Regions from separate parts of the Mus musculus genome. Here all the other regions are linked to region 2. A link is a contact called in public HiCAR-type and promoter capture Hi-C data. All regions are on one chromosome and are shown on one strand. Each heading gives the region's core, a stretch centred on a gene start, on an enhancer-like site or on the middle of the called end of the contact. The rest is flanking DNA. Distances are from core to core; before and after follow the strand shown. Region 1 holds the start of Snrnp200 (small nuclear ribonucleoprotein 200 (U5)). Region 2 holds the start of Mertk (MER proto-oncogene tyrosine kinase). Region 3 holds the start of Tmc2 (transmembrane channel-like gene family 2). Region 4 holds the start of Nop56 (NOP56 ribonucleoprotein). Region 5 holds the start of Stard7 (START domain containing 7). Region 6 holds the start of Ciao1 (cytosolic iron-sulfur protein assembly 1). Region 7 holds the start of Astl (astacin-like metalloendopeptidase (M12 family)).

Evidence for each region. Promoter capture Hi-C pulls out the DNA fragments that hold promoters and counts their contacts. HiCAR-type assays count read pairs that join an accessible place to other places.
Region 1: a promoter capture Hi-C map of liver shows a contact between it and region 2, with 5 times the contacts expected there. The contact joins the promoter of Snrnp200 here to the promoter of Mertk in region 2. A contact is called at or near these places in 3 of 39 promoter capture datasets (hippocampal neurons and liver) and 1 of 115 datasets of contacts at active chromatin or transcription factors (astrocytes).
Region 3: a contact with region 2 is called in a promoter capture Hi-C map of hippocampal neurons, with 4 times the contacts expected there. The contact joins the promoter of Tmc2 here to the promoter of Mertk in region 2. A contact is called at or near these places in 2 of 39 promoter capture datasets (hippocampal neurons and liver).
Region 4: a HiCAR-type map of astrocytes shows a contact between it and region 2, with 2.2 times the contacts expected there. The contact joins the promoter of Nop56 here to the promoter of Mertk in region 2. A contact is called at or near these places in 2 of 39 promoter capture datasets (cranial neural crest and liver) and 1 of 115 datasets of contacts at active chromatin or transcription factors (astrocytes).
Region 5: a contact with region 2 is called in a HiCAR-type map of astrocytes, with 4 times the contacts expected there. The contact joins the promoter of Stard7 here to the promoter of Mertk in region 2. A contact is called at or near these places in 2 of 39 promoter capture datasets (hippocampal neurons and liver) and 1 of 115 datasets of contacts at active chromatin or transcription factors (astrocytes).
Region 6: a contact with region 2 is called in a promoter capture Hi-C map of liver, with 4 times the contacts expected there. The contact joins the promoter of Ciao1 here to the promoter of Mertk in region 2. A contact is called at or near these places in 3 of 39 promoter capture datasets (hippocampal neurons and liver), 2 of 115 datasets of contacts at active chromatin or transcription factors (astrocytes and embryonic forebrain) and 1 of 9 other capture datasets (adipose tissue).
Region 7: a contact with region 2 is called in a promoter capture Hi-C map of hippocampal neurons, with 5 times the contacts expected there. The contact joins the promoter of Astl here to the promoter of Mertk in region 2. A contact is called at or near these places in 1 of 39 promoter capture datasets (hippocampal neurons) and 1 of 484 Hi-C or Micro-C datasets (the G1E-ER4 cell line).

The regions. Positions count from the first base shown.
Region 1 is chr2:127,206,414-127,209,673 of GRCm38.p6, forward strand. Snrnp200 (small nuclear ribonucleoprotein 200 (U5)) reads left to right here and starts at 1,973. Exons shown (of 45, transcript NM_177214.5): 1 at 1,973-2,125; 2 at 2,561-2,724. The coding sequence starts at 2,081. It overlaps 1810024B03Rik (RIKEN cDNA 1810024B03 gene), which reads right to left and starts at 1,867. Exons shown (of 2, transcript NM_198630.2): 1 at 1,762-1,867.
Region 2 is chr2:128,697,634-128,701,300 of GRCm38.p6, forward strand. It overlaps Mertk (MER proto-oncogene tyrosine kinase), which reads left to right and starts at 1,282. Exons shown (of 19, transcript NM_008587.2): 1 at 1,282-1,470. The coding sequence starts at 1,413. It overlaps Gm39931 (a long non-coding RNA gene), which reads right to left and starts at 869. Exons shown (of 5, transcript XR_001783466.2): 1 at 781-869; 2 at 182-283.
Region 3 is chr2:130,193,846-130,197,018 of GRCm38.p6, forward strand. Tmc2 (transmembrane channel-like gene family 2) reads left to right here and starts at 1,349. Exons shown (of 20, transcript NM_138655.1): 1 at 1,349-1,549; 2 at 2,578-2,731. The coding sequence starts at 2,698.
Region 4 is chr2:130,272,632-130,276,293 of GRCm38.p6, forward strand. It overlaps Nop56 (NOP56 ribonucleoprotein), which reads left to right and starts at 1,781. Exons shown (of 12, transcript NM_024193.2): 1 at 1,781-1,845; 2 at 2,003-2,092; 3 at 2,401-2,515; 4 at 3,032-3,193; 5 at 3,345-3,543. The coding sequence starts at 1,843. It overlaps Snord110 (small nucleolar RNA, C/D box 110), which reads left to right and starts at 2,884; the gene lies at 2,884-2,942. LOC115489609 (a small nucleolar RNA gene) reads left to right here and starts at 3,606; the gene lies at 3,606-3,662.
Region 5 is chr2:127,268,567-127,272,211 of GRCm38.p6, forward strand. Stard7 (START domain containing 7) reads left to right here and starts at 1,663. Exons shown (of 8, transcript NM_139308.2): 1 at 1,663-2,314. The coding sequence starts at 2,016.
Region 6 is chr2:127,246,225-127,249,846 of GRCm38.p6, forward strand. Ciao1 (cytosolic iron-sulfur protein assembly 1) reads right to left here and starts at 1,592. Exons shown (of 7, transcript NM_025296.4): 1 at 1,258-1,592; 2 at 786-934; 3 at 378-489; 4 at 189-277. The coding sequence starts at 1,396. Tmem127 (transmembrane protein 127) reads left to right here and starts at 1,724. Exons shown (of 4, transcript NM_175145.4): 1 at 1,724-1,860; 2 at 2,268-2,585. The coding sequence starts at 2,342.
Region 7 is chr2:127,340,334-127,343,533 of GRCm38.p6, forward strand. It overlaps Astl (astacin-like metalloendopeptidase (M12 family)), which reads left to right and starts at 1,303. Exons shown (of 9, transcript NM_001291003.1): 1 at 1,303-1,418; 2 at 2,018-2,143. The coding sequence starts at 1,364.

The DNA of each region.
Region 1 (3,260 bases), core at 723-3,222, 1.5 Mb before region 2:
GGGGATAAAGAGGTGGCTCAATGGTTAAGATCACTGACTGCTCTTCCAGAGGTCCTGAGTTCAATTCCCAGCAACCACATAGTAGCTCACAACCATCTGTAATAGGATCTGGTGCCCCCTTCTGGTGTGTCTGAAGAGAGCGATGTTTGCAGTTACGTAGAATAAATAAATAAATAGAAAAAAATTATAATTTTTAAAGTTATTCAAGACTGTCAACACTTTCATAAAATAATTCTCTTATTTTCAGTATAACATTCAGTTTTTAAATTGACAAGGGCACTGGGCGTGGTGGCGCACACCTTTAATCCCAGCACTTGGGAGGCAGAGGCAGGCAGATTTCTGAGTTCGAGGCCAGCCTGGTCTACAAAGTGAGTTCCAGGACAGCCAAGGCTACACAGAGAAACCCTGTCTCGAAAAACCAAAAAAAAAAAAAAAAAAATTGACAAGGGCTTATTTTATATCTTCCAAGTGGAACTCCATTTGGGAAGGTAACTATATTTGAAATGCAAATTCTTAGACCCCCTAAACGATAAAACTTCTTCCTACTAATAAAGAAGAAAAAAAGTAAATGAGTCCAACCTAGGGTTACTATGCTGCTCTTACTGTTAAATATGATAAGGTACAGCTTGTCACAACCATCCATAGCTGCAGCCACGGTGTTTATGAGTTGGAGGCAGGGGGATCAAGAGTGCAAGAGAAGTCTCTGGATAGCAAGTTTGAAGCCTGCCTGGACTCCAGGAGATCTTTTCTCAAAAACCAGATAAGGGCTAGAGAGATGGCTTAATGGTTATGAACACTGGCTGCTCTTTGAGAAGACCTGGGTTCCAACCCCTCCACACACATGGCAACTCACAACCTATCTGCAGCTCCAGTCTCAGGGGATCTGACACCCTCTTTTGGACTTCGTGGAAGTCTGCATGTAATGATACACAAACATACATGTAGCCCAAACACCTATCTACATAGAATAAAATGTAAATGATAAACCAAACAATAAAAAAAAATTGCCAGCAAAATGGCTGGGTGGATTAGGACACAGACTTAAGGTTCACTCGTGCTTATTAAATATCAAGGGAAAGCAGAACTCACTGTTTTGCTTTCAGTGTTGTGTAGAGAATTATGAAAAGACTAAATACCACCTTTACATAAAAGGTACCACTACTGCTGAATAAAACTGAATAGTAATTCCATACATATTATTTATTTTTCATATATTTCTTTAGTAAAACATTCGTGTCACATTGAGGAGGACAAAGTTATACATATGCTGTAATCCGCACACCTAAAGTCCTGACAGGCTGTGACAAAAGATTGGGCACAAATAGTTCTTCCTCTACCGTCAGTCAGCTGACACAGGGGAGAGTCTTGCGGAAAGGGGTTTGGGGTAGAAATCCAGTCGGTTACTAGAACTAGGTACATGCTAACTTGCTTTTTTTTTTTTTTTTTTTTTTTTTGTCTTTTTGTTGTTGTTTTGGTTTTTTGTTTGTTTTGTTTTGTTTTTCGAGACAAGGTTTCTCTGTGTAGCTCTGGCTGTCCTGGAACTCACTTTGTAGACCAGGCTGGCCTCGAACTCAGAAATCCACTACCTCTGCCTCCCGAGTGCTGGGATTAAAGGAATGCGCCACCATGCCTGTCTTGCTAACTTGCTTGAACCTTCAGCTTCCTTATCCCTTAGTTTCCGTTTGCCTGCATGTCTGCCTGCCTCACAGGATGGCTGGTATGAGAAACCAAAAGAATTACAGAAAGGGACTTTCAACATACGCTTAGGGGTTGGGCCTTGGCTCTGTCGCAGGTAGAGATGCCTGGAACCACAATTTGCACGCGCGTGTGTCTCGTCGGTCAATGGAATCCTTGACCCGGATGTACTACTGTACATCTCCGCAAACCCCGCCCAGAAGCAGTGGTTAGTAACCGGAAAGTCTCACGTTTAGCGGGCGTCCCGGAAGCGGAAGCAAGTCCGTTTCTTTTCTCCGTCCCTTACGTTCGTCCTGCGTTGTACCTGTTGTGCCAGGGCGGTTCGCTGAAGCGGTTCGGAGCGTGAAGAAGAGTGGAACCCTGAGTTCCCGGAGCATCAGCAGCCATGGCGGATGTGACTGCCCGCAGTTTGCAGTACGAGTACAAGGCGGTGCGTGTGGTCTCGAAGGACCGGTGCAGACAGGGGAGGTCGTGGACAGCCACGGACACTTGAGCGGGAGATCAGAGCTGGGTGAAGGATGGATTAAAACACGAAGGAAAAACCCCGTGGAATTTGGGGCGCTTGAGAATTTAGGAGTTGGGTTTTCCCCAGCCCCCTCAGCGCTAAACTCGCACCTTCTTCTCTTTACCCGCAATGTGCCCAACATTTTACCCAAATGTGGGCTGTTGTGGATGCTCTTAGGAGCGCTGGTCGTTCACCTTCTCAGACAGCAATAGTGCTCGCGCATCGTGTAATGCTATGTTATTTCTTCTTAAGAGCATGATTTTTTTTTTATTCCACTGTTTTCCCATCATCTGCTGTCACTGTAATAACAGGATTCAAAACTATACATATCAAAGTTTTGATAAAGTATGATCTTTTCAGAACTCAAATCTTGTGCTCCAAGCTGACCGCTCTCTCATTGACCGGACCCGCCGGGATGAACCGACGGGAGAGGTTCTGTCCCTGGTTGGGAAGTTGGAGGGAACCCGAATGGGAGATAAGGCTCAACGGACCAAACCACAGATGCAGGAAGAAAGACGGGCCAAGTAAGTACTAAGGGGATGCTGGATGCTATTTTTCCATCTAATGTAAAGCCCATCTTTAGCATTAGAGCAGTAGTTTTACTCAAGTTTATATGGAAGATGAGTGGTGTGTGCACAACAACCAAGGTTTAGAGCTTCTTTGGATTTAGGTGTAATGAAGTGGAACAAAATCTATTGATACCTTTTACTGACTCGTTTCTGATTCATAGATGTTAATTTTCTTCCGGTTATCTTTTTAAAAGATCTGTTTTATTTTTAATTACGTGCATGTGTATGTTCGTGTGGGTTTGTGCACACGTATGCAGATGCCTGTGTGGAGGCCAGAGAGGGTTTGAGAGTCCCTGGAGCTAGAGTTACAGGAGGTTTTGAGTTACCCAGTGTGGGGCTAAGAACTGAACTTGGGTCCTCTTGGAAAGCAGTACTGGGGTGAACAACTCGACTCTTCTCTCCAGCCCCATCCCCGACTGTTTTCAGGACTTGAGTTAATCTCCTCTCTGTAATTCACCTCCACCATGTTGTTACAAGCTTCTCTCCCCAAC
Region 2 (3,667 bases), core at 32-2,531:
TTGTGATGACCAAAAGCTACTTGGGAATTTATTTCAGCTTACAGTTGAAATGCATCATGAAGGAAAGTCAGAACAGGAATTCGAGGCAGGAACCTGGAGGCCAGAACTTAAGCACAAACCATAGAGGAACTGCTTACTGGCTTGCTCAGCTTGCTTTCTTATGCATCCCTGAATGACCTACCCGGGAATGGCACCATCCACAGTAAACTGGGCTCTTTCACATCAAGCACCAATCAAGGGTCTGTTTAATCCAGCGCTTCTGGTTTGATGTCCTCCTGCAGGGCTAGAGATGCAAGGAGCTTATTGTATCACAGTGCGTATGGGTCTGTCCTCAGTTTCAGTAATAAATACTTTAAATTTATCAGGGTGGTTTACTCTGGGCTCTAATGTGATCTTATCTCCAAAGAAAAACAAATCATTCTATTTCCTTTAAGAAAGCCTCATACGCCTTCCGTTTCTTTGAGATTCACAATCTGATGCCGTGGTTTGGGCCTCCCACCCTTTCCTGTAACAGCACTTTCTTCCATCCCTGTTTCAAACTCTTTCCTTACAGGATTCGGCTTAGTTCTCCCCGAGCTAACCTCTGGGGTGGAGGTTGCAAGATCTTGACGCCAGGGTCCGCTCTTGCACTCCGTTTCAGTAGCCAGGGGGAGGACCTGGCAAGCAGGGTGTGCTGCCACGGCGGCCACAGCCTCTGGAATGCAGCTGCTAGGACCTCTTATGCCAGTAGAGCCTGAACTGCAGAATCGCTGCCCCTCCAAAGCAGCTGGACCCACTAACCTTTAAAGGTCTTGGAGTTGCATCCGTCGCTCTCCACTAAATTCGGCCTCTACCCTTTCCAATCCCTTCTACCTACCCATACAGAGTGAGATTCCTCTGATGTAACCAAGTAGCCAGAGATCATCCTCCCGATTATTTTCTTTCTTAGCCCCCTCCCCTTCCTCTCCGTCTCTCGGTCCTTTTAGCTCAAGATGGTGGCCCTCCTTAGCTCTGTTCCATCTCCTCCAGCACCTCCCTTCCAGATTTCCTACACACTCAAGCCAGGGGTTAACCTGCTGGAGTTGACCCAAGTTCCATTCTGCCCCGCCCCTCCACCCTCCCTAGGGCTTGTCCTTGGATCCTCCCCTTCCCGCCCCCTCCTCCAGTTCCATCCTTCTTTGCTCTCTTTGCCCTTCCCCCTTCCCGCCCCTGTCCACTCCAACCTGCTGGCCCCTCCCGGGCCTGAGCCCTGGGCCCGCCTCTTCTAACTTAGGACTCCTGCGATCCCCAACTCCGCACTGCCACTCTGGCGCCTGCTGCCCGGGCGGCCGGGACTGAGGCGCTTCGCACGCGCCCTCGGCGACTGGCGAGTTTGGGACGTTGGTGGATACGTGCATCTGTCCGGAGAGAACTGCCAGATCCGCGGCCCCGCGATGGTTCTGGCCCCACTGCTACTGGGGCTGCTGCTGCTACCCGCGCTCTGGAGTGGAGGTGAGTGCAGGTTGCAGGGTCTCCGGGAGCTGCTACTCATTCCAGCGAGCCGTAGAGGGTTATGGGGGCTCCCTAGCCGGGTCTTGGGGTGCACGTCTTAGTAGAACCGATGGGAACCGAGAGCTTCCCATTACCACAGAGAAAGACCTCAAGCCCGGTTGGGCGCTCTGGGAGCAGCGAAGTTTGAGCCTTTAAGAAATGCAACTCAGGTCTGGCGTGGCATGCACCAAGAACTTTACCCTCAACACTGTCTAGCCTTGCCGAGCTTTGGCGGGGTTTCTGCGAATCATAGACCGAGGATTCCAAGGTAATTCCACGCCGTGAACCAATAAGTAGCTGCAAAAGTTGGATGTCACCGTTAGCGCGTGGCGTTGCTTGGAGGCTAGGTGTCCCGCCAGGGAAAGACTAGTTCTGGCTTCTCCCCTGGGCTCTGCTGAACATTGTGTTAGCCCTCCTTTGTAGGGACAGCCTGTCTGTGAGTGTAAGAAGCCTGCAAAAAGCCGAGGGGGACGATACGGTCCTTTCACTATTATTACTGTGGAGCGGAATCTTTTTTGTTTGGGTAGCACAAACAAGTGCTCAGACCACAAGTGCTCTCACAAGCGGTTCAATTTGACATGCTGGATTGATTAGCGCAAACAAGTATGGCAGGTTCCTCCAACAGATGACACTGAGGCACTTTGTAAAGAAGCTGCTGGGGGGAAAACAAAACAAGGTTTTTCCAAAAAGAAATAGACGCAGGAGGGGTTGGAAGACTACTATAAGCAAGCACATTTCAGGTATTGTTCCTTCAGGTATTGCTCCTGCCCTAAAAGATCTGTTTCTATTCGGAGTGTAATTTTGTCTCTTTGATCTTGAATCTGGTAGACTAAAGTTTGTCTTTTAAGGAAAGTTTGGTTTATGGTTTAGCTACAAACCTCATTTTTCCTCTCAAAGTTCATTTGCTCAAATGAGCTTTTTTTTCTTTTCTTTCCTTTTCTTTTCTTTTTCTTTTTTAAACAATTCTTTCCTTGCACATTAAATTACATAAGCAATTTGTAGTTTGAGGCAACGTGACAATTTGCAACAAACATCAACAGCCAAAAAACGAGCTAAGAACTGAGACCACTCTATTCTCCATTACTAAACCCTCAAAAGTTCCTCAGCCTTTCTGCCAGGACTGTTCTTAATAATCCGCTGAAAGTCGGGTATACTTTTGCTACTAGCCCTAGCAGGCCACGCGTCATTTTGGAGGCTGTGACTGTCATAAGCATGGGAAGAGTGATAGGAACCAAAGCTTTTGTTTGATATTTTTAAATCTATGCTTTATTTTCTTTTTGTTTTTGTTTGTTTGTTTGTTTGTTTGTTTTCGAGACAGGGCTTCTCCGTGTAGCCCTGGCTGTCCTGGAACTCACTCTGTAGACCAGCCTGGCCTTGAACTCAGAAATCCGCCTGCTTCTGCCTCCCAAGTGCTGGGATTAAAGGTGAGCGAGTGCCACCACTGCCCTGCTATGCTTTATTTTCTAAGTTTTGAAAACGTGTGATGAAGTTCTGTAGCTGACAGACATAGACAACCGTAGAAAGGCTTAAAATGCACGCTGAGAAAGAATGAAAGTTTCTCAATTTTTTTCTACCTGAATTGGAGCTGCTGAGAACGTGTTTCAGGAGTCCCAGTCTTTCCTCTCTGCTTGGCCCCTGATTTGGACCACGGTGTGGGGGGAGGAGGGAAAGGGGGCGACCGAGCTGTATAAGGGGCACACAGTGTCCCTAGGGAGGGTCAGATAGGGAAAGAGGATGAAGGAGAAGTTTGAAAGTGCATAAAAATGAAGCCAGTCTGGTGACTTCATCTGTGACTAAGATGTGTGAACCCTGAGAACAAACCCGGCTTTTAAAATGGTCGATTTTTTTAATTTTTGGTTTTTGGTTTTTCGAGACAGGGTTTCTCTGTGCAGCCCTGGCTGTCCTGGAACTCACTCTGTAGACCAGCCTGGCCTCGAATTCAGAAATTTGCCTGCCTCTGCCTCCCAAGTGCTGGGATTAAAGGCATGGGCCACCACCGCCCAGCTAAAATGGTCGATTTCTTAAATTGACACTAAAAACAAACATTCCAACTTATTATAAACATTTTTTCCAAGAACTCTAAGTGACCCCTCTTGCTTTTTGGAAGTAAGTAGGGTTCATTTGAATAAATGAGTGAATGAATTTTGTTCTTTAAGAT
Region 3 (3,173 bases), core at 99-2,598, 1.5 Mb after region 2:
CCCTTCCTTTTTGTAGGAGTGTTCCTGATTCCCTTCCACCTTGGGCAGTGCCCCCTTATATGTATGGTTGTTATGTGGGGTGAATGGTAGTTGCACTGATCCCTTGCCTCAGGACTGATGGGAGCCCTGGGATGTATGCTTGTAATAGTGTGTGTGTTGTGTGTTTGGTGTATGTGTCGGGTGCAGCGTGTGCAGGCCCGCACTTCTGCCATGGTGGCGCAGGCCTTTGCCGCAGTGGAGGCGGGACAATATCCTCAGATTTGGCTTGCCGCTCTAAAGAAATAATGCTGCATTATGCCGTGGGTTGCAAGGCTAAGCACTGCACAGAGGATAGCTAGCTGTTGGCATCCTGTGGAAGGCACGTCTGATTGCATGAAGATTCAGTGTCCTAGTTCCCTTTCCCCAGGAAAAACAACACGGAGCTGGCCAAGACCTCTCTGGGTGATGAGCCCAAGGGATGGTTTTGTGTAGGGCCCCTATGCTTGCACACTGGGGATCAGATCTCTACCTTCACCCAAGAGGCTTGCTTGCAGCAATCAAAATCAGGCCATAGATTAATCAGCGTCCTGGCCTTCTGGTGCACCTGCCGCATGCAGACAGGACAATGTCCTCAAGTGTGGCTGGCTTGGCATGCTAGAGAAGTAGTCAATGACGGATAAGACTCCCTGGGCGTGTCGCCAACCTAAGACAGGGATCAAACCAATGCTGTTTGTCTCCCAAGGACGGGTAAGGGGCATTGCTGCAGGGGGCAATCTAAGACAGACATTCTCTCTGCCAAAAAAGAAAAAAAGGGAGAGATGTGAGGAGCAGGTGTGGCAGCAGTCCCAAGATGGCGCCAGGGACTGCAGCTAAGTCTTATGATTTGCACCTGACTTCCTCATACACCTGAAAATAAGCCATGACCATCGTGAGAGCTGCGCAGGTGCACCATGATGCTGGCGGTAAAAACAAGTCCATATTTGGTAGAGACATGCCCCTACCGCCCTGATTGGCTGAAGCTGCGTGCCTGGTGAGGTGACGTGGCTTGCTGTGAGTGGTTGGGGGCTGAGAGTATATAAGAGTGAGAGATCCGGTGATCGAGGGAGAAAAAGATGAAGCGAGAGAGATGAAGATTGAAGCTTGCTGACTAAACTGCTGTTAGAACTGGTGGTCGTGTCGTTCTTGCTGGTTGAGAGCAGACACGACAGTTGCCTACGAGAATGCGATAGTAAGACTGCATTGCTGAAGACAGCACACATCTTGGTCACAGAATATAAAGAAATAAAACTGAAACTGGCCTGGGAGCGTCCTCCCCATTAGCTAGCCATCATGACGCATCAATACAACTGACTACTCAGGCATAATATAGTGCAAGAGTGGCCAAGTTTGCCGGGCGTGGTGGCACACGCCTTTAATCCGAGCACTCGGGAGGCAGAGGAAGGCGAATTTCTGAGTTCAAGGCCAGCCTGGTCTACAAAGTGAGTTCCAGGACAGCCAGGGCTACACAGAGAAACCCTGTCTCCAAAAACCAAAAAAAAAAAAAAAAATAGTGGCCAAGTTTGTTCCAGAGGTAAGCAACCACTTTCTGATTGGATTTGAAGCCAATCCTATGAAGGGATTCCTCTCTGATACTGTAAATCTGGTCAAATCCCATGGTTGGAAAGGCTATAGGCCCTAGTTGGGAAGCTACGCTGTTCTTTTGGTAAATAGACATCATGTACCCATCAAATTGAAATTAATTAAGTGGGGCTTTTATAGGCCTATGTCTCTCCTTGCTGCTGGATTAATGCTCCTAAGATAACAGGGGGGAAAAAAACTCTCTGCAGGATTGTTGAACTTCGGAACCTCCCTGTCCCAGACAGATTCCTCCTTGGAAGTGGATCTTTTGCTGCAACTCTGTGTCTGATCGATTCCCTTTTAAGGGATAAAAGGACTTGGAATCCCTCTAGGGGGAATGCTCTGAACTGCAGTATCAACTGATAACAACAAGAACCTTGGTACCATTCTGGTCCTGCAGCCTTGCTTTTACATGATAACAGTGGTTCTCAAAGCATCCAAACAAACCTCCCACAAAGGCAAGCAGCATTAGAGAAAGCTACTGAATGAAGAAGCAGGTGACTTCAGTAGGGACAGTCATCCTTGTTGACTCAGGTCCAAAGTGTAGATTCCAAGACCCAGGAGCGCTTGCCTAGCAAGCATAAGGCCATTGGTGTGACGCTGCATGATGGAGAGAGAGGGAGAGGGAAAAAAAGAAGATTCCATTGCCTGTCTTTAAAAATCTTCATTTTAAACCAAAGCCCAGATAACTTATACCTTTGAGTCCAATCAGGGACTCAAGACACTGGGAAAGAGCCCTGCGACATAGCTCACACCTTCCCTGGCTGGCATGCCTGTGGTATCATTATCAGGAGATGAGTCCACAGTTCCTACCCCTCTAGGGCCCTCATGTATAAGTGATGTCTGAAATGTGAGGCCACACTGTCCTTGGCAGGGAAACCCGAGCGGAGGAGTGTCTGGATAGATTGACGTGCTGCAAACTCATTGCTTTCTCCCCATCTCTCTCCCCAACAAAACCTACCTCTACCTTCAACCTCAGAGGCCCCTAGTTGCCGTCAGGTTCCAGGAAGAGGCCAGTGACCATGACAGCAGGAAGTCACCCCAGGCTGGGCAGTATATGAAGACGTGAGCCAGTGTGAGGGCCTTGAAACTCTGGTAACCATGAGCCCCCAGTTAAAGAGCTTGGACGAGGAAGGTGAGTCTTCATCTTCATCCTCATGGGTGCTACTCAACAGGCCTCTGGGCACAGTGGGTATCGGAGAGGCAGTCTCAAGAGGCATGGGAAGGCCCTGCATTTGAGTTCAGATCCTGCAACTTGAGCAGGGTAGCTAGCCTCTTCCGACCCGACCCACCGATGGGATGAGGGTGGTTGTCACCTCTTTGCAGGGCTCCTAGAGGAACTGAAAATCACCTGTGCAGAGAGCCATGCATTAGTGAACTTGCTAGAGTTGGCCACCTATCTGCATGATACTGAAAGCCACTGTTGGCAGCTGTCTCTCCTTAACAATTCTCACCTACTGTGGCTGTCTTTCTGTTGCAGGGTGGGGGTGGGGGTGGGGGTGGGGGTGAGGGTGGGGAGATGGGAGAGTTCTGAACTTATGACTTTTCCAAGGGATCAGGGAAATGTTGGACTGACA
Region 4 (3,662 bases), core at 531-3,030, 1.6 Mb after region 2:
ATTATAGGATACCAACACCTTTAATTTTCTTATTACTTTGTTCACAATGAGCAACCATAAACAAAACATGAATTTCTGCTTTAGAAATATTCAGGAAGCAGGGCGAAGGATAACTTGGAGACAAAACTCAACAATTTTACAAAAGTCTACTTTGGTAGGAAAGGTCTGTCTGAACGTAGGCAAGAGCAATTAATTTATCAAAGAAGCCTAGGGAAGGGAAGAAATGGTGTCTGATATCACAATCTACAGATCCCACTAGGTTCAGAACTATAAATATTGGAGGACTTTCTTTTTTTTTTTGAAACAGGGTCTTACCATGTAACCTTGATTAGCCTGGAGCTATCGATATATACCAAACTAGCCTTGAATTCACAGATGTCTGCCTCCAAAGTGCTGTGATTAAAGGTGCGTGTCACCATTCAACTCCTGGGGTGACATTTTAATGAAGTGGTGGAGGTGAGGAAGCCAAAGGAACATCTTGTTTTGCTTGTTTGTTTGTGCTGTGTCGCCTCATCTAATCACAAGCATTTATAGCTTACTTTTCTTGAAACAGAGTTTCACTGGGTAACCTTATCTGCCTTGGAATTTGCTATGTAGCCAGGCCTGTCTCTGCCTCCCAAATACCAGAATTAAAGGTGCGTTCCACCATGTCCTGCCAAGCGCTTGTAGCTTCCTAGTTGCAATACATACACATTTCTTTACTATCCAAGTCCACTTTATTATCCAAGCCAGCTCCATTACAGGCAATGTACAGCCAACTTACTCCATTATAGAGAAAGTACAGCCGACTTACTCCATGATAGACAATGTACAGCCGACTTACTCCATGATTCTTTTTTCTCGCATAAGGCATAGACTATTTAAGAGAGACTATTCAAGTTTGGGATTTATTTTCTCTCTCTATTAGATATTTTCTGAATTTACATTTCAAATGCTATCCCCAAAGCCCCCAATACCCTCCCTCCGCCCTGCTCCCCAACCCAATCACTCCCGCTTCCTGGCCCTGGCATTCCCCTGTACTGGGGCATATGATCTTAGCAATACCAAGGGCCTCTCCTCCCATTGATGGCCGACTAGGCCATCAAGTTTGGGATTTATAATCCTAACACTAAAGTAAAGTGTCTTTTTATTTTCTTTTTTAAAGCAAAGGTGATTTTAAATTATCCACCTTGGTGTGCCTAAAACTGGCACTGAAAAAAACAGGAACGCAGCTCCTTGGAAGAATTCTGGGCCTACGCGGCCATGAGCAACCACGTGGTGCCGAGCAGCGCTGGGTTCTATGAATCAGGGAAAGGAACAGAACTAGGAAGAGGTAAACCGCTCTTGTCTATGCCTCAGCCCGCACCAACAATTTTGTTAACAACAAAATGTAAAAGGAAGAGGCAGGCAGCAAGAAGACGCCATTTCTGCAGGGTCTGAGGCCGGGTCCCACGAGGACCCGGAATATCTGGGCAGCGGGAAACCTGCGAGGCTTATCAGGAAGCCTCATGTCCCCTCACCGAGTTCTGCCGCCCGGCACACGGGTGACAAAAGCACGAGGAACGAAGAAGGGTGGTCTCCAGGCCACTCTGCGGCCTGCCGGCAGGAGCGACACCATTCACTACAGACGCAGTACCGGCTCGCGCAGCCGCAGAGGCTGGGCTTGGCAGGCCCGCTCGCGCCCGTGGTAGTCCAACCCGCCCGACGGACGATACCACACCCGCGAACCCCCTCCGAAGACCTGACAATGGTTTCGTCCGCAGCCTCTGATTGGTCAAACCGGAGAAGGTGTGGTCTCCGCAGTCTGGTTCCGCGCGCCAGAGCGCGCTAGCCGCATTGCGAGCTGGGCACGGAGCAGGCGCCATGGTGAGGAGTGGTGGTGGGGTATTTGCGTAGTGAAGGCCTTAGCGTGCGTCTGGGTTTGCATTCGGGGTCGTGCTCCGGGTCTGAGCCAGGGCCTGCTCTAGCAGCGGCCCCGCGGACTGGGAAGTTTGACTGATGGCCGCGCGCCGGTTCTTTTCAGGTTCTGCTGCACGTGCTGTTCGAGCATGCGGTCGGCTACGCGCTGTTGGCGCTGAAGGAAGTGGAGGAGATCAGCCTGCTGCTGCCGCAGGTGGGTGAGCTCGGTGGGCTCGCGGAGCTGCAATGCAGCCCCTAAGGCCGCCAAACCCCAGCATGCACCGCGTGTTCCCACGTGGCCGACCGCACCGGGCCCGGCGGGGGGGGGGGGAGCTCTAGAATGAGGGGACTCTTTAACGCGAATCTATATAATTGGAAGCGGTCGGAGATAAACATCTCATTTCCATTTCTTGAGAATTAAGATTCGGGGCCCAGGCACCAATTGCTACAACAGCTGGTGCTTCTGCCTTACTGCGCTGTAGAAGCCAAATTCAAAGAAAGCCCATTCATCCTTCTCTCCAGGTGGAGGAATGTGTGCTTAACCTTGGCAAATTCCACAATGTCGTTCGTCTGGTGGCCTTCTGTCCCTTCTCTTCATCCCAGGTGGCCTTGGAAAATGCCAATGCTGTGTCTGAAGGTGAGTCGGTCCCTCCGGAACATGGGATTCTGGGTGGTTGATGTTCTTAGATGATTTTCTTCTAAGCTTGATACAGTCTAGGGATTATTTGAGACCTACAGGATGGCATTTTAAAACATTAATATGCAGGGGCTGAAGAGATGGCTCAGCGGTTAAGAGCGCGACTGCTCTTACAGAGGTCCTGAGTTCAAATCCCAGCAACCACATGGTGGCTCACAACCATCCCTAATGAGATCTGATGCCTTCTTCTGGGGTGTCTGAAGATAGCTACAGTGTACATATAATAAATAAATCTTGTAATTTAAAAAGCACTTAAATGCTTTACAATTGTGCTCCTGGACCTGTGGTAGAGCCAGGCTTTGCAATGATGACTTATATATCTGTCAATCCCCTGAGAGATCACTGACGACTCCATGTGTCTGAGCAATGCCTGCGGGGATGGGTGTTAACTAATCCGATTGGAGACAGTCTCCAATCTGCAATGTGTGGTTTAGAGCTGTTTTCTTTGTCCCAAAGGTGTTGTTCACGAGGACCTCCGCCTGCTCCTGGAGACATACCTGCCATCTAAAAAGAAGAAAGTACTTCTGGGGGTTGGAGACCCCAAGATTGGTGCTGCAATACAGGAAGAGTTGGGGTACAACTGCCAGACTGGTGGTGTGATAGCTGAGATCCTTCGAGGTAAGAGTCCTATTTCATTTATTCTGTCCACCACGTGGATGCAGTGCCCACAGAAGCCAGCAGGGGGCCTACGGGCCTGGTGATGTGATCTGCTGTGAGTGGTTACTTGGGTCCTGGAGGATCTATTCTTAAAGTCCCATCTTCTTTTTAGGAGTTCGTCTGCATTTCCATAATCTGGTGAAGGGTCTGACAGATCTTTCTGCTTGTAAGGCCCAGCTAGGGCTGGGACACAGCTACTCTCGTGCCAAAGTTAAATTTAATGTGAACCGAGTGGACAACATGATTATTCAGTCCATAAGCCTCCTGGACCAACTGGATAAAGATATCAATACCTTCTCGATGCGCGTCAGGTAAGGTATAGAAGTCGAGCATGGCCGATGATTCATGTGGGTAAAATCATGGACCAAAGCAAGGCCTCCTTGTGCTTACCACAGGCTGTGTTCCTACACTGACTGTATAGAAAGAGGAG
Region 5 (3,645 bases), core at 413-2,912, 1.4 Mb before region 2:
AGCTGTGTCTTTTCCCATCGGCTGAGGGCCAAGCTCACGATCTTGCTTTGTACACCAGACTGTCCTCATACTCACAGAGAGCCAATCTGCCTTTGCCTCTGGAGTGCTGGTTAGGTTTGTGCCACCATGCCCTGCTAAGATTCTTAAGTTAAAAAAAAAAAAAAGAAAGAAAGAATTTACTGTAAAGCTTCTTGTGTTAATAGCAAACATGGGAAGAGTAAGACCACTGACCCAAATCAGCATGGTTAAATTAATTCATGTATGAGGGCTGCCTCCCTCTAAGGTGGGGTTCCAGAGATCAGCCTTGGATGTGAGGAAGACAAGGCTTTTATAGGTCAGTGGTAGGGAGTTTCCAAACGGGGGATTTGGTGGGTAAAATGGGCCGGGTCACAGAGGCACACTGTAAGCATAACAAGTTAGTTTTACAAGGGTCCCTAAAACAAAGGCACGGTTGCAAGGTAGGCCTAACAAGGTAGTCATAGGTGGTTGTATAGCCTTTTGAAATAGAGGTAGGGTTGCAAGATGGTTATACACAACTTTTAAAAAACAAAGAAATGACTACGATTCTAGGAAGAGACAGTACAGAACTATTTGTGGTTAAGGTTATAGGTGGGGCATAGCTCAATCCTTGAGAAACAGGTTTAATCATAAAAAGGAGTGAACTGGCTTGTCTTTACTATCTGTAAGATGACTTTTAAGACTAAAATGGAGGCAGACTGATTCTTCACTTAAGGGGCAGCTATTATTTCCATCTTATAACTGGACAGAGAATTTTTATTTATTTATTTATTTATTTATTTGAGACACACTGTTGCTCAGGCTGGCAATTTTATTTATTTATTTATTTATTTATTTATTTATTTATTTGAGACACACTGTTGCTCAGGCTGGCAATTTTATTTATTTATTTATTTATTTATTTATTTGAGACACACTGTTGCTCAGGCTGGCAATGCTCCTGCCTCAGCCTCTGGAGTGCTGGGATTACAGACATGAGCCACCAGGCCCTGGCTTAGAATACTGATGTATCCTGAGACTCCATGTAGTAACCATTAGGTTACATACACGTGGCCAGACAGGTTTTGGGAAACCTGGTTACTCTCCTACCTTGTTGCCTCCTCCGAGTCAGAGACTGCTCAGGCCTAACGCATTTTCAGAGAGCAACGGGTCACCCGCCCTCGAGTTCTCTGCAAGGTGTTCTTCGGCCCTAAGGATGGACCACCCGTACTCTCTCGGAGCCGGAACCCAGAACCGCGTCCCTGCCGCAGATACTTAGGAGGGCTCGGGGAATCAGGGCAAGGGGGACCAAGGAAGCTGCCCCTGGGCTGTGATAGGTGCGGGGTCACGTAGGGCGTGCACCGCCCCTCCCGGGACTGTAGAGAACAGGGAAACAGGCCGGGCCTCTCAGGACAACGGAACGCCACCGCACCTGACCGTGCCTCTCCTCCGGACCGGGTGAGACGTCCCTAAATGGCTGCACCGCCGGGTCCGAGGGTCACTCTCCAGGCGCCCTTGACAGGCCCTCCCGCCACGCCACCTAGCTTGCTACCAGGCAGCCCGGAGCAAGGGCGGAGGAGCACTTTGGCTTAGCCAATGAGCGCCCAGGGTTCTGAGATGCGCCCAATCAGAGTGCGGGCAGGACAAACAGGTTAGGTTGCGCGCACTCGGCGCGAGAGGCGGACACAGGCGCACGGGACCGCTTCTGCTGTGGCCTGGGACGGCCACCGCTTTGCTTCCCGCGCCCTGGCCGCGGGGGCCCCGCGAGTTCCCGCCGTACACACAGACGGGCGGGCTGTCGGGACCGAGAGGGCCTCGTGCAACGGCGCTCTCCTCGGAAGCCACGCTACCTCAGCCGCTTCTGCAAAAAGGCATGAGGGACGGCTCCTGGCTTCTGGAGCGTGAGGTGGCCTCGGGGTCAACCCGTTAAGGGGACTGCGCGGACGGCCCGGCCTGCCTTCCCCCAGCCCTTCCTCTCCGGGGCCCCGCGGCAGGCGCGGGAATCCACAGAGGCCGACATGTTCCCGAGGAGGCCACCGGCCACCCTGGCCGCCTGGCTGGCGGGCGCGCGGGGCGGGGGCCTGCTGTCCGCGCTGGCCAATCAGTGCCGCTTCGTGACGGGCCTGCGCGTGCGGCGAGCGCAGCAGATCGCGCAGCTCTACGGCCGCCTGTATTCCGAGAGCTCGCGCTGCGCCCTGCTCGGACGCTTCTGGCGCCGGCTGCGAGGCCGCCCCGGCCATGCCTCTGTTTTGATGGCGGCGCTCTCCGGTGTTTTCGTATGGGACGAGGAGAGAATCCAGGAGGAGGAGTTGCAGAGGTGAGCCTCTTGGCTGCAGTTGGCGTCCCTGTTCCGTAGAGAAGGGTGGGCCTGGGCGGGAGGTTGGTGGGCACCTTGGGGCTTGAGCTGTTGACAGTGCCCAGTTTGCCCAGTGGTCTTTTGAGTACGATGCAATAGATTGAACCCATTTTAGCACCCCGTGTTACTGCCCCCATGCCTGTTAAATCCACTTGTCAGGTTAAAAATAACCACAAGAGAGACGACTTCGAATGGGTAGTATGACACTAAAGAAAATACTCCAAAACCAAATTAGATATCTGAGGTATACAGGTGATTTTTCGGGTAATCAGTGTACCCAGAAAAGTGCAAATTCAAAATAGGGCTTAAAATAAGCCCAAGGGTGTGTGTGTGTGTGTGTGTGTGTGTGTGTGTGTGTGTGTGTGATGTAGCATGCCATTTATAAAATGACTGCGATCCAGATGGAACTCGGGCTTTGCGCGGACAGCCCACTGTCATTGTGACTTGTGTCTTGGCACATTCAAGAAGCTGGGAGGGATTTTGTCTGTTTGCACAAAGCAATGGCCTGGATATTCTAACCAGTAAGAGTTAGGTTAGGTTTTTTTTGTTTGTTTGTTTTGTTTTTACTGTTTTAGAACTCTTCGAATACTGTACCATTATGTTTTGTCTGTGGAAAAGCCCATTGGCATTGATTTATTTTTGTTAACCTGTAGTTCTGAGACTTTATAACTTTTAGATAGATAATCTTTAAAGGAAAGTGCTTTTACATTACATTTCTATATTCCTTTTAAACAGTCTCAAATTGTGCTCCTTACCCCTCCACCTAACACCCTCCATTCTAAACCGTAGTTTCAGTAACCAACACCAGCTTCTTCTAGATATTTCTTAAGGAGAGAACCTGTTTTACTTTTTTTTGTTTTTGATCTTAACGTTACAAATGAGAGCAGAGCTGAGCATGGTGGCTCATACCTTAAACCTACCTACCTCATACCTTTGGGAAGTAGAAGGAGGCAGAGTTCAAGGCCAGCCCGGTCTACAAAGAGAGTTTCAGGACTACACAGAGAAATCCTGTATTGAAAAACAAACAACGCCTGGCAGTGGTACCAAAAACAAACAAACAAACAAACAAACAAAAAACAACAAAAAAAGTCTTCTTTTTTTTCTGCGGCCATACTACCCTCAACACCCTCGACCTTGTTAAAAGCCATTTTTCTTTCTTTTTTTTTTTTTAAAGTTTTATTTATTATTATATGTAAGTACACTGTAGCTGTCTTCAGACACACCAGAAGAGGGAGTCAGATCTTGTTAGGGATGGTTGTGAGCCACCATGTGTTGCTGGGATTTGAACTCTG
Region 6 (3,622 bases), core at 342-2,841, 1.5 Mb before region 2:
TGTCTTGGTCATGGTGTCTCTTCACAGCAATCAAACCCAAACTAAGATACAATGGTTCCCATATCAAACCCTGTCAGAGCAGGACAGTCCCAGCGATCCCTCTAAGAACAAGAGTGGTTCTGAAGAGTGGAGGCAGGCTGGGCACAAACCTCCACAGCAGGTTCTTTCCCACCCTGTCTCACTCTTACCTCCTGGCTCGGGTGCCAAACCACGTGCTTAACGTCCTGCGTATGAGAGCTGAGGACACTGACACACTCATACTCATCCTCTTCATCAACTGTGGGAGGAACAAATTAGACCCAGAGGTGACCAGTCAGGGACAAAGCTGAAAGCCAGCGAGCTGGTTTCCTGCTGTACCCAGAGGCACCTAGACTCACCTTCCCAGACCCACACGCTCTTATCTCTGCTGCAGGTAGCCAAGAGGTTGCCAGATGGGGCCCAAGCCACTGACTTGACCTCATTTTCATGGCCCTCAAGAGTGGTCACACACTGGAAAGGGAAAGGATATTGAGTTAATGGCAGCTAAGAGTCCTAAGCCCTAGTAAAATATCTAAGAGAGCAGTTTTGTTGTTGTTTGAGAAAGGGTTTCATTCTATAGCAGGATGACCTTGGTGGACTTACAGCAATCATCCTGCTTCAGTGTCCCAAATGCTGGCATTACAGTCATGAACTACCATACTCAGCTACTATTTCTATAGTGTAGAAATTAAGTTAAGGCTGTAACTAATATGACCAAGCCCTGGGGTGCAAACAGGTAATAAACTGCTCCCATCCAACCTGTTTACCTCAAAGTCATCCTGGTTCTTCTTCCAAATACAAGTGGTGGCATCAAAGCTGGCAGATGCCAGGTAATTTCCACACGGGGACCAGGCCACTTTCCTAACGGTGCGCTGATGGCCTTCAGAAAGGACAGACTTGCAAATCCAGCTGTCACCTGCAAGCAGAGAACAGGCTAGGCTTTGGAGCGCCATCGATGCCATTCACTAAGTAGTACTTTAAGTGGGACCCTGTTGCTGGGACAAAGTCAGTCACCATTATTACTACGATGCAACCGATCAAGATTCTGAAACTGTTAAACTGCTCTTCAGGCGACTTTCCTCATTTTTCTACCTCAGCAAATATCCCAGTTCCCGCAGCAAATATCCCAGTTCCCGCAACAATTCCAGCCTCTGTTGACGCTGGCACACTCCTTCCCCGACACTTTTCAGAGTAGTGTTTTCCTCGGCACCAGGGCCACAAAGCCAAGCCAGGCCTTACCCTCGGTGCCCCAGATGCGAATTTTACGGTCGCCTCCGCAGGAAGCCAACAGGGTCCCCGAGGGGTTCCAGGCCAGGAACCAGCAGCGGGAATCCGGGTGCGCCGGGACGCGGCTCTGCAGTACCAGAGAATCTTTCATGGCGACTGTTTTAGGGTAAGGAGAGCACACCGAGAGAAGCAACGCGCCAAACGCGCTGGGCACTATAGAACCTTGAGACCGTCAGATGTACAGCTTCTGCAAAATATGTCGCCCTAGGAATTGACGTGCCCGCTGTTGACGCCGCGTGACCTTCTGGGACTTGTAGTCACTCCCCTCATCCTCCGTAACTGGAAGCCTCGCGGGACAGTCCGGAACTACCAGTACCCTGATGCCCTGCGCAAGAACAAGCGGCGCGCGCACACAGTGACGCGCACGGAGGGCAGGGCGGAGGGCCGGAGAAGAAGGAGGCGGGGGTGGGGTGGGGTTGGAGGAAGCCGGAAGTGCATCGGCCAGGGTCCGTCTGGGCGTTGCGGGTTTGGGGCCTGGGATCGTTTGGCCCGGGCAGCTAAGAAGCCTGTGACCGGGCGGAGCGGCGCCATCCCAGCCCTGAGGCCTGCTGACCGGTGAGGAGCAGGGACTAGAGTAGGGAGGGTTACTGAGGCTTAGGTCGCACCCCAAAGTGCGGATTCCCGATCTCGGCGGCCCAGCTGCATCCTCCGCCCCTCAGCACCCCTCTGTCTGATAACCCTGGTCCAAGTCTCCTCCGGTCCCCTTGCCAGTAGCCGATCCCCTCCCCCGGCCCCCCAGTACCTCCGCCCGTTCATCCTGGCATGTCTACAGCCAATGTAGTCCCCTGCCATCTCCGAGCCCTGATCCAGCACCCCTCATCCAGAGCCCTCGGTCCCCGCCCCCCGAATTCCCGCAGTCCTTTGGTCTGTGCTCAGCCCTGGGTCCCACCCCGCAGTCTCTGGTGCGGGCCCTGACAGCTCCGGGCCAGCCGCCCATTGCGTTGCTCTCCACCTGGGTACAGACAGGCTCTGCGCGCCCCGCTGAGGTCGGCGGCCACCACCAACGACCGCAGAGCTACAGCGGGCAGCCCCGGGCATGTATGCCCCTGGAGGTGCCGGGCTGCCGGGAGGGCGCCGGCGGAGAAGCCCGGGAAGCAGCGCTCTTCCCAAGCAGCCGGAGCGGAGCCTGGCCTCGGCCCTGCCTGGCGCCCTGTCCATCACAGCGCTGTGCACTGCCCTCGCGGAGCCCGCTTGGTTGCACATCCATGGAGGCACCTGTTCCCGCCAGGAGCTGGGGGTCTCGGACGTGCTGGGCTATGTAAACCCGGATCTGCTAAAAGGTGAGAGCGCTGAGCTCCTGCTCTCTTGGCTTGAGGGGCGGTGCAGAACAGATATGAGGCTGGCTGAAGTATAGATAGCCAGAGGCAGTCATTTGTCAAAGGAAACAGCCCCATTCTTGCTTGGTGTTCATGCCCACCAGGTGGCTCTGTTTGGGGGTCTAGCCTCTCATTAATTTTGATGTTATTCAGCCAAGCACCTACTCCTCACCGTCATGCTAATCCAAACTGCTGCTATTTTAGGTTTCTGCCAGAGGTAGGTAGAAGAAAAAAGGGTGTTTGTCAGGTATTACAATTAGCCTCCCCTTTCTAACGGACATGTGAGATGCAGAATAGTCGTTTGGGGCAGCTCGATCGATGGAGAAATCAGAACTGTTAATGTGACCAATTGTAAAAGACATTTTAGTATTCTATGATAATTGGATTTACAATAGAGGGGACTTGTGGCATCCCAGGTCATCAGATATCAGTTCTATTAACACCTTCAACAGTTGAAACTTGGTTTTCCATGCCTTTACAGGTATGCCATATTAAGACGGTTGCTTTATTCATCAACAGATTTCCCAGACTAGCAGGCAGAAGAAAGCATCTGGTCTGTTTATTGGATGAGATAGGAGTCTAGGGCTTAGAGGAGGGCCTGACTCAGGAGCCTCCTAGCTCCTCCTCGGTTTCTAGGAGTGAGGAGAAAGGCTGTGCAGTATGAAAGCAGAAATGTCCTTCCTGATTTTAAACATAAAAGTGGTCAGTGGGACCCAATGGTCACATCTTGTTGCCTTCAAGTCCTTTGAACTAGTCTCAAAAGTCCTCACCTTTCTTCTTTGACACTCTTTAGTTCTAGTATGTTCCTATTAGATATGTGCAAGGTGTCTCATGAATGGCTCAGGCCCTAGGATTTGGTGAAAAGGTCAGCGCCCCCCTCTGCATTGAAATAAAAACCCTGCTGTAGGTCTATGCTGAGAAGCCCTATCCTGTCACCTGGTGGTGTCTTTGGAGGTGAGTTCTTGAACAACTTGCTTCTCTTTGCATATTTGCACATTCAA
Region 7 (3,200 bases), core at 53-2,552, 1.4 Mb before region 2:
AAGCTGGCCTCAAACTCAGAAATCCTCCTGCCTCTGCCTCCCACATCCTGGGATTAAAGGGGTGCGCCACCACCCCTGGCATCTTCTTTTTTAATGGGAAAAAAATGGAGTGTTTAAGGTACTTGACAAGCTTTGACATATATAAGCACTGTGAAGGAATGAGTCTGCTGGTCAAGATAATTAGCATATCCATCGGATTCCTGGAAACCAGTCTAGATTCTGCTCAGGCATCAGCAGCATCTGCTTTTATTATAGCCCCTCTGTCTGGCTCTAGCTTCTACTTCTTGAGAGATGTTTGCCCCAGGCTCAGCAAGAATGCCAACAGGTCCTTGTGGAGCTCTGGCTTTCCTTTACTGAACATGGGGGTGGACTTGGTATGTTCCAGGCTGTCCATCCAGGCCGGGTCTCTGGATGGCAGGATGTAAAGGAAGAAAGTCTGGGAGCTTTGTATTTTGAATTAGTGAAATGGGAAGGGGCCCTGGCCGATCATGTCAGTGGGCAGTGGCATTGGAAGGACCACAGTCATATGAGCGTCTAAGAGTTCAAAAGTGTCCCCTCTGCAGTGGGGGGCGTCTCTGGGTGCTGATGATGCTGGTGTTCAGTGTGAAGTTTCTCAGAGTCTTGCAACCTGTGTACTTTCCTATATGGCTTCTGAAATAAAAGCTTATAGCTGGGCATAGTGACACATGCCTTTAATCCCAGCACTCAGGAGGTAGACACAGGCAGCAGGCAGATCTCTCTGAGTTTGAGGCCAGCCTGGTCTACATACTGAGTTCCAGGACAGCCAAAGCTACTTAATGAGACCCTTTCTCGTATAAATAGAGGAGGGGAGGGGGGAGGGGAGAGATTATACGGGTATGGTGACCACATAGGGAGAGGTGCCTTGAGTTTCCCAGCAGATTTTCTGGGTCTGAACCCTCCGGTAGTTGGTGGAACAGGAAAAGGAAAGCCCCCTTTTAGTGACTGGATCTCAATCCAAGTCATGAACTACATGAGGCTGCAATGCTTCTCTGCCCTCTGGTGGCAGGAGGGGGAATCTCAGGGAAGCTACCCTGCTCAAGGGTATCCTAAGGATTTGTTTTGTGTCCCCGGCCCACTTTTTACCCACTTCAGCCAAGATGGATGGGACTATGGTCCAGAAGGCTCAGGCTGGGGACAGGGGTAGAGTCCTCTGGTAAGACTGGGCAGGTCTTCAGGTGATAGTTGTTGGGAGGAACTGCAGGTGGAGGTGGTTGGGAGGCTGCAGGTGTGGGCTGGAGAAGCCCCTATTAAAGGGGGTGGATGGTAGAGTCCCTGAGTTAAGGAGGCCTTTCCCTGCCACATTTCTGTGTGTTGCTTGCCAAGAGGGCAGTGAGGACCCACCATGGGTATCATGGGAAGCCTGTGGCCTTGGATATTAACTATGCTCTCCTTGCTAGGTAAGCTGGCTCCAGTCTCTGGGACATTGGGAAGAGGCCAGAGGCTGCAGCTGTGGCTTAAGATAATCTTAACTTAGTTTCACAGCTCCAACATGGCGTTGTAGGGTTGTACCTATGAGTGAGCCCCTGGGAACCAAGGAGGAGGCCTCCTGATACTTGTAGGAGTAGAGAGGGCCCACCTAACAGCAGATTGCCAAGTGTCATACCATATACCTACTTGTTTTAAGGTAAGCCAGTTTCTAGCCTGGCTGGGGCAGCAGGCACTCAGCCTGAGTGGAGAGAAATGTTCAAGAGTAGGGTCTGAGGCCAGCCTTGATTCTGGTGCTGCCTGAAGATTTAAAGTCTACTGTGCCTCTTTTCTGCCTCATATTGGCTGCCCTAGCCTTTCTGAGCCAAGTGTTAGTCCCTTAAAGGGATCTCCTTCACTGAAGGCATCTAGGCCTTGTCACCAGGTATGATGAGTGAGATAGCCAGGCAGGCTTCAGGAATGCATCCTGGGTGGCCTCTCCTGGAAGGGGCTGGATTTTGCTGCCTGCTGTCCCGGCTCACAGTGGAGTCCCGGGGGCATCTATATGTCTGCACTTGTCTTCCTGAGCCAGGTTTGAGCATGGGAGCACCCTCAGCATCCAGATGTTCTGGAGTCTGCAGTACCAGTGTTCCAGAAGGCTTCACTCCTGAGGGAAGCCCGGTATTTCAGGACAAGGACATCCCCGCAATTAACCAAGGTGAGAACACGGGGCCACACTCCAAAGCCATGCTGAATGTGGACATGCGGAAAAGATTGAGAGGAAATGTCCCCATGCATGCAGGGAAATCAAGTTTCATGAGGAAATGCTTGTCTGTTTTTCTGTATTCTTTTGCTGGTTAATATTTTTTATATGAGATACTGTAAATGTCTTTAGAATGATCTGATAAGAGCACTGGTGTTCTCTCGGCTTGGGACTTGAGTAAAATCATCAGTCGATATTTGAGAGCATGTCAATCTCTCTGTAAGTAGCGGTGTGTAAGCGTGACCTGGCCAAGTGGGGTGGATTGTTAAGGAACAAAGAAGTCTGTGGCTCAGGGCATCTTTGTCTGGGGATCTCGGACATGAGGAACACAGACGCATTGGGCTGAAGTTGTTGGCAATGGAAATGAATTCAGATCTTGGCGTCATCATGGGCTGAAATGTTGGCAGAACAGCGGTAATCTTGCTTTAGTGTAGATGGTGACTACTGCTCCCTTCATTCTCTGGTTAGAAGCTCAGATGGACCCAGTCCTCGGTCAGTCATATGGCTTCCCTGGCACTCGCTCTCAAAGTCACAGACTTTCCCATGCTCGGGCTCACAGTAGTTGCTAACAGCTGTCCCTGCCTAGCTGATGTCTTGTTCGTAAACACCACCAGCTGCAGCTGTGAATGACAGCTCTGAGGGCTAAGGCCACACAACTATACCAGATCCTGGAGAATGAGTGGCCTTTTAGATTTCAGGATGCAACCTTGATCAGATAATCCTGAGGCGACCTCTCCTACCTAAGAGGACTCACAAGAGGGTGGGTCTAGTCTGTGCCACCATCCGTAGTCAGAAGTTACGATGGGGATCCGGCAGTGCTCCTGTAGTCACTCCTCTCAAGCTTTCTGTGGCTTCCTTCACTGCCTCATGGGTCCCAAGATTTCTCTTCCCAGCAGTCAGCTGCAGGAGGCTCCCTGACAGGAAGATGAGAAACCAAAGCAGACTGAGACAAGAAGTATTCACCAACCTCAACTCCCTTCTGTGGTTGTGACTTGCAATTTCAGCTCCTAGC